Regions from separate parts of the Oryzias latipes genome. Here region 2 is linked to region 1. A link is a contact called in public Hi-C data. All regions are on one chromosome and are shown on one strand. The core of a region is the stretch at or near the end of the contact, and the rest is flanking DNA. Distances in the headings are between cores, read along the strand shown. Region 1 overlaps commd10 (COMM domain-containing protein 10). Region 2 holds the start of dmxl1 (dmX-like protein 1).

Region 1 (4,938 bases), core at 1,104-3,603:
TTTGTTTTAGCACATTTAAGGTAACCATTTATTGCGATATGCATATTGCACAGCTTGATGTCTCGATAACGATAAATTTGCGGTATATTGTGCAGGCCTAGCGTATAAACTACGGAAAATACAAACTGTACAATTCTGAACAGACAAATAATTCTGAACAAATTCTGAACAGCTCAAAACTAAATTCACGTAAATCGGCCGAAACCCTCGACACACATGGACGAACGCCAGAAACACTTCTGATCTATGGATGTCACGCATGGATCACGAAAGGACGACATTTCATACCAGGAAAAAGCGCAAAATGTAGGTAGTGGCTGTTTGACACAACCCAAAGACACGCTGAAAGCCGTCTGGTTTCCAGCTGGATTTCAATTGGATAGATGTGAACTAGGGCTGCACGATATGAAGAAAACTTGCGATATGCGATATCAGTGATTAATATTGCGATAACGATATAATTTGCGGTATATAAACAATTAGCAAAACAACCAAAAATATTATTCCCATTCCATTACAACAGCTTAAAAATTATACTGCAAATGACCCTTGTTGACATAGGAGGCGAACATACAACATAATAGGGCGCCATCCGATTAGTTGACAACGTGAAGGGGTCCATCTGATTGGTCAAATGCAGAAAGGGATTCTTTCAATCCATTAAACACTTCAAGCTGCTATAAGATTGTTTGGCCACATCTAAGGTAACCATTTATTGCAAATTTGCTGTCTTTTGCGATATGGATATTGCACAGCTTGATATTGCGATAATGATAAATTTGCGGTATATTGTGCAGGCCTACACAGAAGCATGTTAAAAACACCATTGGAGGGTCTTTAAAAACTTATGGGGCATTCCCAATGCTTTACCGATTTGAAGATCGTCAATTTCACATATGCAGTAAAGAAATAGCGCATAATTGAGCAAGGCTTCTTAGTCATAAAGCTTTTACTGTTGCAAACTGAAGTAGTAGGGGGGAAAAAAGGAATCTACTGGACTTGGTTTATTTTTCATTATTGAAGACGTTTCACTTCTTTTCCAATTCTAAAATACAATGGTAACAGAGTTGGTTTATACTGTATGCTCCTTTCCAACGTGGTCATAACAAGAAACGTTCGACCAAACACACATTTCCGTCCTTTTTGTGCTAACTTTGTGTGCGTGTAATCAATCCAGCTGTCTGCTGGCTGTGGTACTTTCAGACTGACACACAGCGAGCTTTTATACTATATACTGTTACACCCATCTTGGAGATAAACATGCGTCATCCTGAAGCTACTTTTTATCATAACATTCAAATGCCAGTGGAACTTCAAAGACACTGGCCTTTCAGTAAGACACTGACAATTTGTTCATACAGTAAAAGGAAGCACTCTGCACTCTATCATTGTATGCTGAATGACAACTGTGCTGAGCTGCAACCCACTCATTATATTCAGATTTTCAAAGCACAGAAGAGGCCTGATGCTCATATCCTTTGATTTGTTTTAGATCTACTGTGATGTAAGCATACAAAATACTTCCCAGACTCAAAAAAAAAGGAAAAAGCAAAAACCCAGAGAATACAACCTGTTCATTGTACTCTATTAGGTCTAGATTATTACTAGTATTTAGCATTTAAATGGAAACCCAGATGATAAAAACACATCTTTTTTCAGCCGTTTGTGCCCATCAAACAATTTTCTCTGAAATGAATGAATGTGATTTGGCTCCATGCTTCTGCAATCAGTGCGTCTTGTCTAAACTGAAATAGATTTCTCACCCACAGTTCAGCCAAGAAGCAGAGCAGCTTCTCCAAAATAAACGACAACAAAAAACTGAAATGATTTCCTTTACCACTGTCGTCATAAGCTCTGGCAGAATGGCACCATGCTATCAACGGATTAATGATTAGTGCAGAAGCTGTGTGTTGAACTGAGCAGCCTGGTGAGGGATGAATAGTAATCACAGGAATGGGTGATACAGGAATAAAGGGAGACATTAAACCAATGATATGTAAATAGGAATTGCGGTAGGATTTGAGATCCTGATGCCATTCCTATCTAGGTGTCAAACATGTTCTGTGGGTGTGCAAAACAACATCCAAGCATCTACAAATACCCCCAGTGCCTTTTGAGACGTAAAAAAATCTGGAAAAGAGGAAAATAAAAGGTATAGGATTGGGGATTGGAGGAAAGCAGGATAGAAGTGGGAAGTATGAGGAGTGGGTAATAAGGAGAGAGAATCAATGGGTACCCCACAGCAAATAAAAGCCATGACATCATCGCATGGCAAGAAGCAGGGAGTGAGCTGGTGAGAGATGGGGGCAGAAAGAGAGAGGGAGGAAGAGACGAAAGCACCCACAGTCACCCATTCTGCCTCTCGGGGCCCAAACGCCGCAGTGGATAAGAGCCGAACAATGTGCTCCCAATGAATGGGATCCCAAATCCCACCAGAGAAAAAAAACAAATTACCAGTGGGAAAGTGAAAGGGCAAGGGAGGGATGGAGAAAAAGACAGAGAGAGATGGAGAGAGAAAAGGAGGACTCTTAAAAAGATGTGCACACAAAGTAACAAAGCATCTTGGGACATGTAGAGCAAGGCAAGTAGAGACTGAGACAAAGCTGCTTTTGTGCTTTGTGGCTGGTGGGTGGCATTGAGTGAAGGATTTGAACATGGTACTATTTACATCTAAACCCTCCAATATATTGATTGGGTCATGTAATCCCTCAAACGATAAATGAACAGGTTGGATATACGCAGGATGTGTTGTTTGCAGAGTCGACATGACAACAGCATGTGGGAGGAAAGAAGCGGGATTTATGTAACTCATCATGAAAGCACTGAGCTGACTTTCAAGTTTGGCCTGCTGCTCATGATGCAGGATTGACAGAAACATCATGCAATGCTCAAGGTGAGGGCTTTTATCCACAGAACCTCCTTGCAAAAAGTCAAAAAGGGATTGTTGACTGCATTCTTCCGCTAACTGCATTTACAAATAAAGGTGCACCCTTCACTTGGATTGCTTGAAATGTATGTCGAGGGCAATCTATGTTCTTTGGAACAAAGACCTTCCGTTTCTCTGATTACAGCACCAGGGCTGTAAGCCATAACAGAGAGAGTAAATTAGAATCACAGGAAGAAAAAGCCTTTCAAGTCTGAAAGCTTTGATAACCAAACAGGCAGGTTTCCACAAACAGGAGTTTTGTCAGAGTATGCATGTAGATAGCTGGGGACAGCTTGACACAAAACTTCTCCTGAAGAAAATAAAAACAAGCTAGATCTTAACTTATGAATAAGGTTTAAATAAAAGAAAGGAAGGAACCGTGAATGGTGATTTTTGTCTTGGGAGCCGCAAGAGAGAAACTTGAACAGCAGCGTAATGCAAGTCAAAGATGCTGCAACTCTCTGATCTGACAGAAATGACATCCCCTTGACAATTCAGAGACATGTGTGTGTGTGAATGAGTGCAATTAACAGCGGGGCTACAAAGATGCTTACAGACTCTCAACAGATGAGAAATTTAAAATGAGTGCAGTTTGAGATTTCTTGAAGTCACAACTTAACTAAAAGTTGATGTTTAAAGAGTTATCTCCATTCAGACAATGAAATGCCTCATCTCTTTTATCCAGTCAAAAACATAGTTTGTGTTGCAGTCTGTTGGTTTGATTAAAATGTGTGACCTTTAAGAAAAGAACTGAGGCATTTAAAGCTGGAGGAAGTCATGCATTTGAATTTAACAGAATTTAAAGAGCAGGCTGCCCAGTAAAAACCCAAGACATTAACAAGAGGCTCTTCTGTAAAGCCATTAAAAGACAAAGATGACCTGGAGGAACGACAATCTGTAGTTTTCAGACTTTAATGAGTTTGTGATTGAAAGATATTCCAGTAATGTTTTGATCCCCAAAAAACTGAATTGTTGAGTTTTGAGTTAAAAAAAAAAGGGAGAAAATGACTAAGCTAAATATTTAGCTGAAAAACCCACTCCAATCATCTTTTGTAATCTATTTTTAAAGCGATCCCAGTGGTCTTTTAATAAACACTATGTCGGTTTTAGCCTAAATAAAAATAAATCTGTGTTATTTTCTAGGATATAGTTTCTGTATAGTGTCAGTACTCTAGTTCACTAGAAATTTGCCTGATCGTTGTAGGCAGGACGATTGGCGCAGAGCAACCCCGCCCCCCTTCCCCTTCTTGTAGCTGAGAGCTCGGGACTGGGAGCTTGTGGCCCACCCCCTGTACTAATTTTCTTTATAGATGTCCTCTATCATCAGAAAAATGCCCCAAGATGATGTTAAAAACACCAAAAACAGGATTTTCATTGCAGAGGGCCTTTAAACATGAATCGTCTTTCTAATTAAATGACCTTTTCAAAACACTGGATGTTTTTTTCTGGTTCATAAGGAAGTGATCTTTGAGTATGAGTGTTTGTTTCTTTTTGGGTACTCATTCATGGAGTGAGAGGAAAGGCTTTTATCTCCAACACCTGGAAGATTCTTGACTTCCTTCAAGATCTTATTTCCCCAATGTTTATTGTGCTTCTCCTCGCTGACATCCGTTGCTTTCAGTGTCCCCGCAGCAGGGGTTCTTCTTCAGCTGCTTTTTCTGCCCTCCACTACTCTTCTATTTGTGTTTTTTAAGGAAAAAGTCCAGTGCTATAAGCGCAGAGGGTTTAAGGAAAAAAGGTATAAAATGCTGTAGACAGTAAAGCCCCTAAAGGCAGAGAGGAAGATTTGTAAAACTGGTCTATATATATATAAAACTTGACAGTGTACTTTAGTTTTTCTACAGCGAGGAGCAGAATTGGCCATAATGGAGATCACTGATCTGTTAAAAAGCTGTTCTTACCTATAAATCTTGATGAAAGGCACTGTAGGGTGAGGAAAAGAAAATGCAAGTTTTTACTGAAGGAAGCATTTTGTACATTCATTTTCCTACGAGTCTTGAAACCTGGAAAAG
Region 2 (4,938 bases), core at 1,393-3,892, 230 kb before region 1:
GGAAACTCATAGTTCCCCTATGCCGAGTCAAAAACATCCTACAAAGAACACACGTTTGATTTGCTACTGACATCATTAGAGTAGAAAAGAAACAATCACTCAGCTTATTAAATAAAAATCCCCGGCAACAAAACATTTGGCATAGATAGATAGATGTTCTTGCTGCGTTTTTGTGATGATACAGAAAAATTAAGCTTAAAATTGCATTTCTATTCAAATAGTTGTAAATCAGGAGCAGATGAAAAAATGCCCTCGGAAAAAGCTTGTAGGTGTGATGTAGAAAATATTCCCTGCTCTGCTCATTTTTAAAGCATGCAGATGTAGACAAAAAGATCTATGCAAGTCTTTTTTTCATTTTCCAAACTGGCATTTGGCTCAGAACCATATGGCTGGATAACTTCTATATTGCCCGCCATTTATGTTACACTGGTAATTTTAGGTTGGGGGTGTGAGGGGCTGTAAGCTAGCGGGAGAGTGCGTAGTCCTGTCCACAACTCTGAGATACATTTCTAATGAACTACTGCCACTCTTCATAAACTATGTCCTAAAAGCCACACTGGTTTTTCGAATTTGGGCTAAAAACTGCATAATTAAAAGAGCACTGGGAATGATTTTCAAATACATCAAAACATAATTATATTTGGTCTTTAGGCTATCTTACCGTAAAAGGCATATTGTTGATACTTCCAACTGAGAAGCAGTTGTCTCCAGGGTTGACAGCCCCCGTAAGGACTTGATGAAGATTCATTGTTGATCTTTATAGTCCACTGAAGATGCTTGAAATCTCTTTATGTTATGTGAGATTCAATGGGCAACATGGGATGAAGTCCGTCATCTTCCCTTGCATCAACGGATTATGTGCTGAAGGGAAAAGAAGCAAACACAGAATAAATATATAAATGCCATCTTTCAAATGACAGATGTGCGTTTTCGAAGATTTTGACTCTGTCATGAGGAAATTACAAATGGTGATGATAACCAAGAAATAAATTTGATCATCATAACCAAACATTACCAACAAACATTATTGCCGGTACACCAAAGCATGCTTGTCGTATGTTTCCTATATGTACAATTTCCATGAGCAATACCTTCTCAATAAAGAAAAAAGGCATTAAGAGCTCATAAAAGCTCATTTTACAGCATTAATTTTTCAACTAGTGGATGACAATCAAAACAACTATAGTTGAAGACGCCTAGATAGCCAAACACATGGAAAATTGTCCAAAAATCTTCCCAAAAAGAATTTATGGTTGCATCAAGCTCTTTTGAGCCTGCAGATCAAGCTGCATGCCACGGCCGTGTCACATCTATTTAGAGGTAAGACGTGGGAGCTCTTTTGCATAAAAGTGAAACACCAGGTTTCTCAGAAACTGGTCAGGATGCATTGAAAGCTAGGCAACACCCAGGATAGGGAGAGAACAGACTGGTAAACAACACAAAAGGAGGCTTTCAAAGGAATAATAATACAAGGAAGGTGGTGTTGGTAAAAAAAAAAAAAAAAGCCTTCTACTTTAGATCTACTGTTGGGGAACATTATACACATTTACAGAGTTTTACTTCTGTAGCAGCAAAACAAAAAGGTTTTTAGCGTATGTTATCAAAAGGGGGCAGGCAGTAGGTATGGATGAGTCTGTGGGTTAATCAGGAATAGCAATGAATGTTACTTAGCAAGTTGCTAAGTAACAGCCAAAAAAGACATGTTGCTAAGCAACATGTCTTTTTTTTTTGCGCCAGAAAACATCTTTAATACTCTTTGTCCAGCCAGCTCCTTTTAGTCTCCAACAGAAAAACCGTTTAGATCCATATCACATGTCTGAAGCACAATAGCACAAATAGCGTTAGGCATATTTGTGTTAACAGCTACCATGACAAGAAGTAACTTTTTTTAAATAAATAAAGTAAATATTATTTAAAACAATAAAAAATAAATAAATAAAAACACCCGAGTACCAACACCTAGAAAATGAGCTCAAGCCGCTGATTTCTACCTGACTTTTGTAATAGAAGACTTCTGTTTCCTGTGTTGTGGCCACTCACTCACGTGATAACATTTCACACTCGAGCTCGTTAAAACACAACCAACGCCACGTATTATGACAAAAGTTGGCAGCGCTCGAAACAACAAGCGCCACCGTTTTAAAAACAAATGTTTAAACATCATCATGTACCCGGTGTGACACCAACTTACGATTCAAGTTTAGCTAGCCATGATTTGTTACTTACTACAACACGATCTGACACAAGGAAAACCTTGACGAACAGATTAGCTACTTACTTTGTAGTGTTTCTCCGAGACATATCATAAGTGTTACTCCTGTCAGCTGCTCTTCTTGAATTTATCGTCCCACCTTTTGCTGATTCGTTGTCCTCTCTGTTAGGTTAGCTAGTGAATAGCTCTAACTAGGGCGCTCAAATTAGCCTCAAAGCTAGCTGTAATAGATAGAAGGAATGCATTTAAAAGCGGAAAGTCAATATTTATCAAAGCAATAAACTCTTTACTTAAAAAAATTCAAGGAAGGGGTTACCTCCTCGACAAGGTTAAATAAAACGCCTTTAAAGAGGAAGCTTTCCCCTAGGTTGAAGATGTGTCCTGATAACGACTGTGTCGCCGCAATGCATTGTGGTCTTTGAAGTATGTGTGCAGAGGAGTCGAGAGAAGAAAGCTCAACAACTACAACGAAAGGTCAATGGATTGGCAACAACTTTTGGTAAACTTTGTTCTGTTTATTTGGGGGTTTATTTACTAGTTCCGTAATATAACGTTAGCAAATTAATCAACAGTGCTCAAGTAAATATTTTGTTAACGATGATATAACTATTAATAACGTATCCTATTTATGTTTTCAGGTTGTTGTTTACCTGAACATATTAGCTTTGCAGCAGCTTGGTCCACCAAATTATCTCTGATTAATTTTCTTTTAACATATATTGCAGTAACAGGCATATTGGAAATTAATCAAAGCAATCAATCTTCACATAAATGAATAAATAAATAGATGGATAGATAGATGGACCGATAGAATTAATTTGGACAGATAGATAGAATTAATTTAATTTTTCTTGAAGCAGTTTATTTTCTTCTTTAGTTTTTGTAAAAAATAAAATAAAATAAAATAAACCCTTCTTTTTTATTGTTTAGCCATCCAAAAACTATTTTTTGTACAAGAATTGTTTTGGAATTGAACATTTAAAAAGTAAGTAAAAAAATATAGCTGTGAAACAAATCCTTTTTAAAATTATACTTTCTAGAATAGGCAACATATTTTATGCTTTTATTTACATCACTGACCGCTTTATTTTTATATTTTATTTAACTATTCTATTAATTGCTTGGATGATAAAAATCAATTATTTACTTTAGCTGATTAGCTGCACAATAAATACTATTATGTTTATTTTCAGGCAAAATAACTAGAATAAAGCAGAAACAGAACTTTAAAAAATGATTCTTTACGCTGCAGTATCTGGCAGAGACTATGATCCAAATGAGAGAAAAGGTAAGGGCATTGCTTACTATGTTGCCCAAATAACCTTTGATCCTTAAAGAGACAAAGTCATGAACAACCACTGTCTCTCAGTCCCGAATGCTGTCAATGCTTTATCAGCATGCAACATGAAAATACAAAACAAAAACTGACTGGGTTTTGGCTGGGAAAAATATTTATGGGCCACTAAACATCCACTTAGGATGTCTTTGTCCTTATTTGTGAATTTTCTCATAAACGCTAAATGTTTCCTTCCCTGACCAGTTTGAAACTTTTCTTTAAAGACTGTTTAATATGTAGCTTTAGTTTTACACTTCAAGCTTTAAAAAGCTAAAAAGTTTTTTTTATTATTGTTGTCATTTTAGAAAGAAACTGTGTATTGGTACTGTTTTGTGAAACGCTGACAATGCCACATTCCATTTTAACATTGTTTGACTTTGCTTCCTTGTCTTTCTGCACAATATCCAATTTCAGGAGTTCAGCAGCTCTGATCTTCAACCCACTAGATCTGTAAAAAAGACAATAAATTATGAGAACAGATTGTGAATCCTTTAAATACATTATCTTTTTTTTTTTACTAATTTCATTCGTGAATTTAAATGCAGATTTTGTATTTGAAGTAGGTGTATATCAGTCGTAACCACTGGGTGTCGCTGTTGTACAGTGGCTTTGACTTGTCTCTGACCAAGTGGACTGGCTTTTATTAACAGTTTAGTGTATATTGTGCTCCTTTGGACATTCCTTCATAAATATATGTTAGTTTTACCACTTTTTAAACATTGTAAAACGGTGATAATAAAGAAATATTGAACATTTGCTAAGATTCTTGGAAGATAAACATCAGAATGTTACTGTCAAACTTTATTGTTGAACAACCTAATTTACATAAATGTATCAGCTCAATATCCACTACAATAGCTTAAATGTTAGTCTATGTAAAGTCGACTAAGGGGTTAAGGGCATCAAACTTCATTGAAGGCGTGCAGAGATAAATAGGAAAGACACTCTTCATGACTAATTAAAATGGCTGACATGTCAGTGGCAATGGGGATGGTTGTCGACATGAAGTGATGCTGAAAACTGTTGATATCTGAGTCAGGAAGTAGGTCACGGCGGTAATAAGGACTGTGCTTTACAACTTAACCGTGCAAACCTCCGTATTTGTTGTTTTCACGCACCTGGATTTTGAACACAGGTAAGTGCACTGACATGCGTGAAAGGTGTCAAAGAAAGCAAAGCATATTTTCTCACACACCCACACACACCTGCACACGGGCAGACACAACTGTCACTCCATCGCCCTGTCTGGTTTCAGATCTCTGGCTGTGCAGTAAAATGCAGAGTGTAATTTGTGTTGTACAGGAAATACTTACACAATTGTTCCTTAAAAACACAATACATCAGGTGATGATTGCTTGTGTTTTACTGTTGAATCTTGAAGTGAAATTTA

What was found. A called contact is a pair of places that touch in the nucleus more often than the background predicts.
Region 2: a Hi-C map of embryo shows a contact between it and region 1, with 6 times the contacts expected there. The contact joins the promoter of dmxl1 here to the enhancer-like site in region 1. A contact is called at or near these places in 5 of 5 Hi-C or Micro-C datasets (embryo, fibroblasts and gastrula embryo).

Annotation. Positions count from the first base shown.
Region 1 is chr9:7,098,451-7,103,388 of ASM223467v1, reverse strand. The region is part of intron 5 of commd10 (COMM domain-containing protein 10); the gene reads right to left. Among protein-coding and RNA genes, the nearest start is that of commd10, 14 kb to the right of the region's middle. Within about 2 kb of position 2,353, at least 1 of the 8 cell types and tissues checked has an H3K27ac peak or open chromatin away from gene starts, as enhancers often do. A contact at or near this core is called in embryo, where this site is marked.
Region 2 is chr9:7,324,629-7,329,566 of ASM223467v1, reverse strand. dmxl1 (dmX-like protein 1) reads right to left here and starts at 2,642. Exons shown (of 51, transcript XM_011478945.3): 1 at 2,529-2,642; 2 at 2,279-2,433; 3 at 662-861. The coding sequence starts at 748.